Linked DNA regions of Mus musculus: region 1 is linked to region 2. A link is a contact called in public promoter capture Hi-C data. All regions are on one chromosome and are shown on one strand. Each heading gives the region's core, a stretch centred on a gene start, on an enhancer-like site or on the middle of the called end of the contact. The rest is flanking DNA. Distances are from core to core; before and after follow the strand shown. Region 1 overlaps Fam53b (family with sequence similarity 53, member B). Region 2 overlaps Oat (ornithine aminotransferase).

Evidence for each region. Capture Hi-C pulls out chosen DNA fragments and counts their contacts.
Region 1: a promoter capture Hi-C map of adipose tissue shows a contact between it and region 2. The contact joins two enhancer-like sites. A contact is called at or near these places in 2 of 39 promoter capture datasets (liver and neural stem cells), 2 of 484 Hi-C or Micro-C datasets (both in liver), 1 of 115 datasets of contacts at active chromatin or transcription factors (pancreatic cancer cells) and 2 of 9 other capture datasets (adipose tissue and pancreatic islet).

What each region holds. Positions count from the first base shown.
Region 1 is chr7:132,789,095-132,793,389 of GRCm38.p6, forward strand. The region is part of intron 1 of Fam53b (family with sequence similarity 53, member B); the gene reads right to left. Among named protein-coding and RNA genes, the nearest start is that of Fam53b, 23 kb to the right of the region's middle. Within about 2 kb of position 1,712, at least 23 of the 459 cell types and tissues checked have an H3K27ac peak or open chromatin away from gene starts, as enhancers often do. A contact at or near this core is called in adipose tissue, where this site is marked.
Region 2 is chr7:132,567,657-132,572,061 of GRCm38.p6, forward strand. It overlaps Oat (ornithine aminotransferase), which reads right to left. Exons shown (of 10, transcript NM_016978.2): 2 at 2,250-2,484. The coding sequence starts at 2,448. Among named protein-coding and RNA genes, the nearest start is that of Oat, 6.5 kb to the right of the region's middle. Within about 2 kb of position 2,620, at least 76 of the 459 cell types and tissues checked have an H3K27ac peak or open chromatin away from gene starts, as enhancers often do. A contact at or near this core is called in adipose tissue, where this site is marked.

The DNA of each region.
Region 1 (4,295 bases), core at 462-2,961, 220 kb after region 2:
ACATGTAGCCATATGGAAGAGGACAGCTCCACAAACCACCAACACTGCCGGCCTGAATCACGAGCCAGGCTAGGGAGGTGTTTCACGCTCTCAGACTTAAAAATAACAACAGGGGTTGGAGAGATGGCTCAATGGTTAGGAGCATTTACCACTCTTGCAGAAGACCCAAGTTTGGTTCCTAGGACCCACATAGTGGCTCATAATCTTTAACTCCAGGCCCAAGGAATCTGATAACCTTGCTCAGGTCTCCAAGGGCTCCTGCATACCCACAGTGAATAAAAACTCAAGTAGGCTCACAATGTCTGTATACAGGTAATAAATCATTTAAATAATGATATCACAGTTAACCACGAATGAGATGAGAACAGATGAAATTTAATAGTTAAGGACAGATGAGAACCTGGCACTTGGGCACAAAATCCATGCTTAGTCAATGGTACATGGAGGTCATGGGAAGTCTATCTGATCAGCAAGTACATCAGTTGATTCAACCAGCTTACTGAGCGAGTATTTTGGGTGTGCTGGGATTGTGGTAAGGTAGAAGACGCAGCCATCCAGAGCCACATTCTCTGCTCCAGGAAGTGGGAATCGGTGATGATTGATGGGTGAGTAAATGAAATCACTGAGAGGCAAAGCTCACACCTGCGGGGTGGAGGACTTGCTCCAGCGGTAAATGCCTACCATAAGAGCAAGCAGACCTGAGACGAGCCCTTAGAACACAGAAAGCTGTGGGGGTAACAGGTCTGCAATCTCATCTCTGGTGAAGCAGGAACAACAGATCCCTAGGGCTCACTGGCCAGCCAGTCCAGCCTAAATGGCAAGCTCCAGGTCCCAGAGGAAGAAGCTTTCTCAAAATCAAGGTGGGGGCTGGAGTTTGATTCCCAAAATCTGGTTATAGCATCTGCACACAGTGGTGTGCACTTGTAATCTCAGTCTCGGAGAGGCAGAATCAGGTGGATTCTCGGGACTCACTGCCCACCTTAGTCATATCAGTGAGCTCCAGGACTCAAGGAGGGATCTCGTCTCAAAAAATAAGGTGGATGACTGCTGAGTAACACCACCCAAGGTTGACCTCTGGCCACACACACACATATACACACCACACCACACACACATACCACACATCACACACATATATACATACATACACACACACACCACACATACCAACACATACCACACACCAAATACCACACACATATACACACACCCCACACACACACCACATATACACATACACACGTGCACACACCACACACACATATACATACACACATACCACACACACTACACACACATACACACATGCGCACACACACACACACACACAAGTAAAATAATTTTAAAAAGAGAAAGTCCATGCTTAATAACAAATAGTGTAACAAACCTGGACTCTGTGAGGTCCAAAACCTTGCACCACAGTGCTATAAAGATTACAAAGCCTTCCCGGATGGCTCCCTCCCACGCCCTTACATGTCCTCTGCCTGAGCAGGTCCTTGTACACTTGACTTATTAACAAACTGGCAAACAAGCACTACAGCTGTGATGTTCATGTGGCACAAACCTATCAAGTGCCCAGAAGGAGCATCTGCCTACTTGAGGTCCCGCCGAGCAGGGCTGGTAGAGCCAGGCTGCTTCAGCCTGACTGGCCTGGTCATGCCTGCAACTGGGTGTGGCCCAAGGGTCAGAGTCAGTACAGAAGTCTTTGAGCAATACTGACCACACCCCCTGGAGAAGCCTCATTCTCTGAGAGCCCACAGAGGGGCTTGGGCCCCTCTGCAGAGAAATCACAAAGGCAGCTAAGTAACAAAACTGCTTCCTCTAAAACTCAGTGGAACCCAACTGCCGCGGAGAGGAGCAGGTCCACCGTGAGATGCATAGGAACAACTCGCCAGTGTCCTAGTCCCACACTACTGCTACTCTTCCCCATGTCCCGGTGAATCACAGGAGCCTTGAGCGCTTATCCATCCATCCTTCAAGACAAAGTACACAGGCCATGTGGCGCTGCTAGGCTGGGAAGTACCCCGACCATCTAACAGAGGGAGCAGCGTGAATAAGCGCAGGGCTATGAGAGTATGGCTGTCTCAACAGAACACCTTCCAGACAGTGCCAAGTCAAAAGGAGGGAAATGGAAGAAAGGGTATAGCAGCTCTCACTGGGGAGAAACTGGATACTGTACTAATGGACAGGAGTCTCAAAGGATATAAAAGAACTAAACTAACATCAGCTGTCCACGGGGAGGACAAATGGGGATCCTGCGGCAGGACACTCACCAAGGAATGCCCTTCTGTGTATTGATCTATGCAAAACTACAGAACATTTTTAGAAGCTAATAGAAATAAACTATAAGGGCCATGGAGATGGTTTAGTCAGTAAAGTGCTTGGCATGCAAGCATGAGGACCTGAATTTAGAACCCTAATAACTGTAAAAATTAAGGTACTGCAGTATGTGCTAGGTATACTTTAGCGCGGGGTCAGGGAAGGGGTATAGAAAAAAACGGAGCCTGGGTCTCACTGGCCAGTCAGTCTGTGAACTCTAGGTTCAATGAGAGACTGTCTAAAAACAACCCAAAAAGCATTAAGGTGATTAGAGGTAGTCTATGCCTACTCCTAGACTCCATACACATGCACACATGCACACCCATGCCCACACATATAAAAAGAACACAGAAGCTTACCAGCTTACAGAGTGGCCTGCACATGCATGGGCTAGTTCTGCCAGGTTAACAAGAAGATGGGCGTGGCTGGGGGTCCAGACTGCTTTTCAGAGCTGAGCTGGTGCCATACACACACACTGCTGTCACTTACAACACAGGAAGCTCCTACAGCCCCTAAATACTCTTTACTGTTTCATGCCTTGAGACCTCTACTCACTGTCTGGCTGGGACTTGTTCACCCCCCTCTCTGACTCCAAACTAACCTCCTTCAAGCTTCCTCCTCCAACTCTAGGAAGCCCCCTCTACCCTGAGACAGGCCCTCAGGCTCTGTATCACTCTGGGCTTCAAACAAAGTTACCTGAGAGCTTCTAGAGGGCACAAACCTACCTTAGGTCAGTCCCAACCACAGTAGCTGGCAGGCAGGGCTACTTGGAAGATGTCTGCTGAGAAGGAACGAGGCCAGGTGTGGTGAGGCCTGCCTGCGAATCTGAGCTCTTGGGAAGCGACAGCAGGAGGAACACTGGGAGCTGGAGGGACCCCTGGGCTAGGTACTGGGCACAACCTGATTTGGTTTTGTGTTTTTAGAAATGGTGAACACCATACTCGCCACACCATGTCAAGTCTCAGCTTTGCTGCTAAAGAGTGCTGAGCCATCTCTTGCTTGTGGAGGTTTCCATGTTATCAAGTAGTGTTATTGACACTAACTCAAAACCTTAAACCTCCCCAGCATACAGAGCTTGAAGCCCAGGCACCACAGCAGAAGAGCAGATCAGAATGCCTACTGACTAGCTAAACAACACCCCCCCCACACACACACACACAGACACACACATCCCCCACAGAACTTTCTACAACTCAACTGTCTTGGGCTCACACCTAGTCATAGGCAATCCTAGAGCACAGAGACCTGCTCCAAAGCCGTTTCCTGTATGTTCAGCTTTTAGAAAATGCCAACTAAAGCCAGAGCAGAGGTAAGGCAGTGTGTATAGGCTAGCCTTTGGGCCAGAGAGAGTGCTTTGTAGGAGCTCCACTCTAATGAGTACAGAGGGCTAAGGGGCAGAGCTATCCCACCGAGTCAAGCACTCAGGTGCTACTGCATTCTAGATGACTCCAACTGCACAGGCAGATCCTGCACACACCTTTCCTATGTCTCCTCCTTCATTATTTCATCCTGGCATCAGAGTCCTGTCTCAACTCCAACCTTTACTGGACTGACTGTGCGGGGGACCTAATGGTCACACAGGACAACTACAGGCTTAATAGATGCCACGGGATGAGTGTCCGGCACAGAGGAACGAGCCAATAATCCCTAGGAGAGAGGTAAAGGGCTGGGATTTCCTGGAGAAGGTCAGGTGTGAGTGTTGGGATCTATAGATGGATAGGAGTTCAACAGTCAGTGTTGGGCTCAGAGTACTCTAAGAGGAAGCCACCAAGTAACATGTCTGACACTCCACCCAGCAAGCTGCAGGGAAGCGGAGAGTTGAGGGCTCTCTCTTAGCTCTAGGCCAGCAAGGCATTCCTCATGAGGCCCAGAGAGGTGTCAGCTTCACAGTGTGGCCAGGGTTCCACCCACTCTCATTACTTTGTTCTGCCCTAATTTGCAGTCTGCCCACCAGACCCCAGCAGGCTTCTTCTGTA
Region 2 (4,405 bases), core at 1,370-3,869:
CAGAGATAGATAAGCTTCAGTTCTGGCTATTTCAGTGTGTGATGTTATTTTTATTTAAAAGTTTTCTATACTAAGTTTATTTAAAAAGAAAGAGAGAGAGAAAAAGAAAGAAAGAGAGAGAGAAAAATGAAGGAAGGAAGAAGGGAGGGAGGTAAGTTGGTTGGCTGGTGTAACCTCTTAAGCAATTTTAGTCTCAGGAGCCAAAACTCTGAATTTACAAGGAAATTATACAAAACAGACAAACTCTTGTATAGTATAGACTACAACTGAACATATTAACAGGGGTATTTGCAAACCATATACCTGATAAGGACTCAGTATCCAGAACACAATGATAAACAACAATAAAAGCCACTAGACATAATGGCACATACCTGTAATCCCACCACTGAGGGGGCAGAGGTAGGAGGATCAGGAGTTCAAAGCCAGCTTGGATTAAGCAAGACTGTTTTTTAAAAATGGGCAAATAACTTACTAGCATTTTCTTCAAAGACATACATGAACATGTGATCCCAGCACACAGCTGTGCACCACCACGCCCAGTCACAGCTGTACCGATTTACCCGTCCACTAGCAATGCATGCGAGTTCCAAACGGTTTATCTTTGCCCCACTGTTTTTTCTTTTAAAAATTATAAGCATACTAGTATGGAATAGTAGCTCCTTGTTTTGATATGCATGTTTCTAATGGCTGGTGACGGATTGTATGTCTTTACATGTTCATGTATGTCCAAACCAAAATGCTGCTCTCTGGGCTTTGGAGCCTTCCCGGTTCCCCTAAAACATGTCCCCTGGCCCACCAATTCCGTCTGGGTTCAATTCTCAAGCCGCGATGGATCGCGTACAGGACTGACTGAAGGGGCCCAGGAGAGAGGCAGGAGACACTCCATGCCTGTCCGGAGTTGCACGCGGCTCTTTGAAGAAGACATACATGAACCTGTGATCCCAGCACTTGGCAGCTCATGTTGGATGAATCCAAGGTTAGGAGCAGCCTGAACTACAAGGTAAGAGCCTGTCTCTCTACCAATACCAAAAATCAAAAACAGTACAGCTGATCTGAAAAACAGTTAGTAATCCTGAGCTGGGGAGATGGCTCAGTAAGGCACACATGAGGACCTGAGTTTGAGTTCCCATATCCCACATTTTTAAAAAGCTGGGCATGGCCACTCATTCCTGCTACCCCAGCCTTAACTGCAGAGACAGGCAGATCCCAGCAGTTCCCTGGCCAGCAAGCCTAGCCAAAATGGTGTGCATCATGTTCAGTGAGAAGCTCTGTCTCAGAGGAATAAAGCAGAACCCGATAAAGTGAGACACCTGACTTCCTCTTCTGCTTCTGCTCAGGCATGGGTGCGCGCGCCACACAGAGAGAGGGTTTTTTTGTTTTGTTTTAAAGGTTGGCAGTTCCCGTAACAAGCTAATCGTAGAGTTACCACATGACCCAGCAATTCTACTCCAGATCAATTCAGGCAGTGCCAAACTTGAAGAAACACTGGCTTACAGGGCTGAAATACTTCAGCTGGGAAGTGTTACAATTTAAAAAAAAAAAAAAATACTGGCCCAGGACAGGAGGAGGAGGAAGAAAGGGAGGAGATGGAGGAGAAGGAGGAAGAAGACAGGGGGATGAGAAAGAGGAGGAGGAAGGAAGAGGAGAGGAAGAAGAGTAAGGGGGAGGGGAAGAGAAGACCTACTGCTCTATTGATCAACAGACCACTGAACCACCAAGAATGAGAGCCCTGGTCTAAGGTTCATTTATAACTAAGGACACAAAGCTGATTCCTGCTCTGCTCTTGTTAACTTCCTGGTTCTGATAACTACCTGTGTATACAGAAAGCTCCTGTGGACTCTTAGAGAAGGCACAGTGAGTACCTAGGGGGAAGAGCTAGAAAACAGGGTGTACATGGGGCCAGGAGGGATGGAGAGAACACAACGAAGAAAAGCCTCAGCTATCTGGGGGCAAAGGAAAGAAATGATTTTCATATCATCATAATGTTTTTATTACTAGAGTCATGTCTAAATAAGAACTAATTTTAAAAGATTGTCTGTGGTACGCATGCCCATTTCCTCTGCATTCACCATCGTGAGGCTCCCATGGAAGACTGCTGGGCACAGGAGCCTTAGTCGCCTAGAAAAATCAAAGGAGCCCTATCTGCCACAAGGCATTCAGTGCGGCTTACACATGAGAAATACAAAACAACTCATTCTGATAACACACTTCAAGCAAATGTGGGGGTGGATTAATCCAAAACATACCTTTTCCTCTCTCCAGGGCTACAGGCAAAGGATGGTAATTGTGTGCACCATATTTAGATTCCCGTTCAAAAATGTACTCGGAGGATGGTGGGCCTTGCTCTGTCTTCTTTGTGGCAACAGACGTGGCAGAGGCGACTGAGGTGTGGACTCCTCGGCGCAGAGCAGCAATGGTCTGCAGACTTGCTAGTTTAGAAAGCATCGTGTGGGTCCTTCAGGAGTGGGAGTGCAGACAGACCTGTCCGAAGTCAGGAGAACATGTGGAGAGTGAGAGCCTTCCCAGAGCCGACTCCTGTCTGCTCACTACGTAACTGCCAAGCTTCCACACAGGCAGCAGCCAGCCCTATCCTACCAGACAGTGCAGGGTTCAGGGAAGATAACAGGCAGGGCGCCAAGTCAGATGCCACAACTGCCTGCTGGTTGGTCATGAGGCAGGGTGTGAAAAGGAGAGACTGTGAACCATTTTGTACCTTCTGAAAGCCCAGGGTGGTCTTTTAACTCTGGGTTCAAATGGCCCTGTGGAGCTAGAACCACAAGCAGCACCTGCCTCATCCTCTCTCAGCCCCACTCCAGGCCCTCAGGCTCCCCTCCACCTCTATTCTTTATTTTGCATTTTGAATCGTCCTGATATGTAGGCAGTGAGACAAGTACTAACAAATGCCGTTTAACCTAGATGAGGTAATCCCAGCATTCAGGAGGCAGAGGAAAGATGACCAACTCAAGTTCCAGGCTAGCCTGGCCTACATACTAAGTTCCAGGCTAGCCTGGGCTACAAGTAGCCTCTTCCTCAAAAGAGAAAGACGATAGGAGGGGAAGAAAGCTGGAGAGCTGGAGAGCTGGCTCTGCGAGTAAAACCATGCTCTACTTTTGCAGAAGACCTGGGTTCAGATGTCAGCCCCCACACGATGGCTCCCAACTCTCTGTAACTCCAGGGGACCCAGCACCCTCTTCAGACACCAACGTGGTACACATATATACACGCAGGCAGGCATTAGTACACACAAAAAATAAAAATACATCTTTAAAAAATTTATAGAAACAGGAAAAAAGTAACTTTTGGAGACTGGAAAGAGTTTAGCACCCAAACTCCACAAGGTCAAAATTTGTCATTTAGCACAGATATCTAAAACATAAGTCAAACTCAGCATGAACAGAGGTGAGAAGACTTGTTTTGCACTTTGTTAAGAGTCTTGAGATCTTACAGTAACAAACACACACATATAACAAACGACTCATAAGGAATCCTATGTGTCTATAACCCACCCACCTCCCCTGCCACACAAAACATTAAAAATTTATGAAAAAAAAATCAACTGTTTAAAGGAAAAACAAACAATTGGGACCAAGAGAATACCGAAGCGTGAACAGCTAAGTGGGGTATATAAAATCCCGGGCACACGGGTGTAGACTCGCATTATTTACACTTTTCAGGATCAGGCCTCTCTCGGCACCAGTCCTAAAGCCAGTCCCTAACAGTGCTCCCCCAACTTCTGTGTGCACAGCTCACCATTCGGATCATGTAAGATCCTGCAACAAATAAGAGCAGATATAGGTGTGATGTCTGGAAGTAGAGAAGGAAAGCATTTTAGGTAAATTCTAGACTAGGGGGAAGTTACCAAAAGCCAGGCACGCTGGGGGTGTCTATATATACAAATAGCTAATTCATGTTTCAACAGAATTTTCCAACAAGTCAAACCATGCATGATCTTCGCACACATGATTGCGCTGCCAAATCAGCCAATCATGAACTTGGCTAACTTCTCTTTCAACTTGGCTCTCACTCCACACTAAAAACCCAGTGAGGTTCAGGAATGTGCAATCACTAATCAGTTCCCAGAACTCTACTCTATGTGCCAGAACCGTGCCGCTAGTCTCCCTTCCCACGGACCGACCAGAGTACAGACTGAAAACGCAAGATCTAGAGACTGTCCACTTAGAGGGGTCCAATTATATACTTCCCTAAGGAAAAGGTCTGCTATTTCCACAGTATTTTCTCTCTAACAAAAACAAAGCCAGAATCACTAGACTGGAAATGGCAGCTAGCAAAGATGTTTAGCTGTACTGCAAAGAACCAGCCCTCATTCACCACCACGAAGTCTAAGATACCGATTCATCGTTTTCTTCCTAGGCTCTTTACAATCTACACAGTAGATCCTACT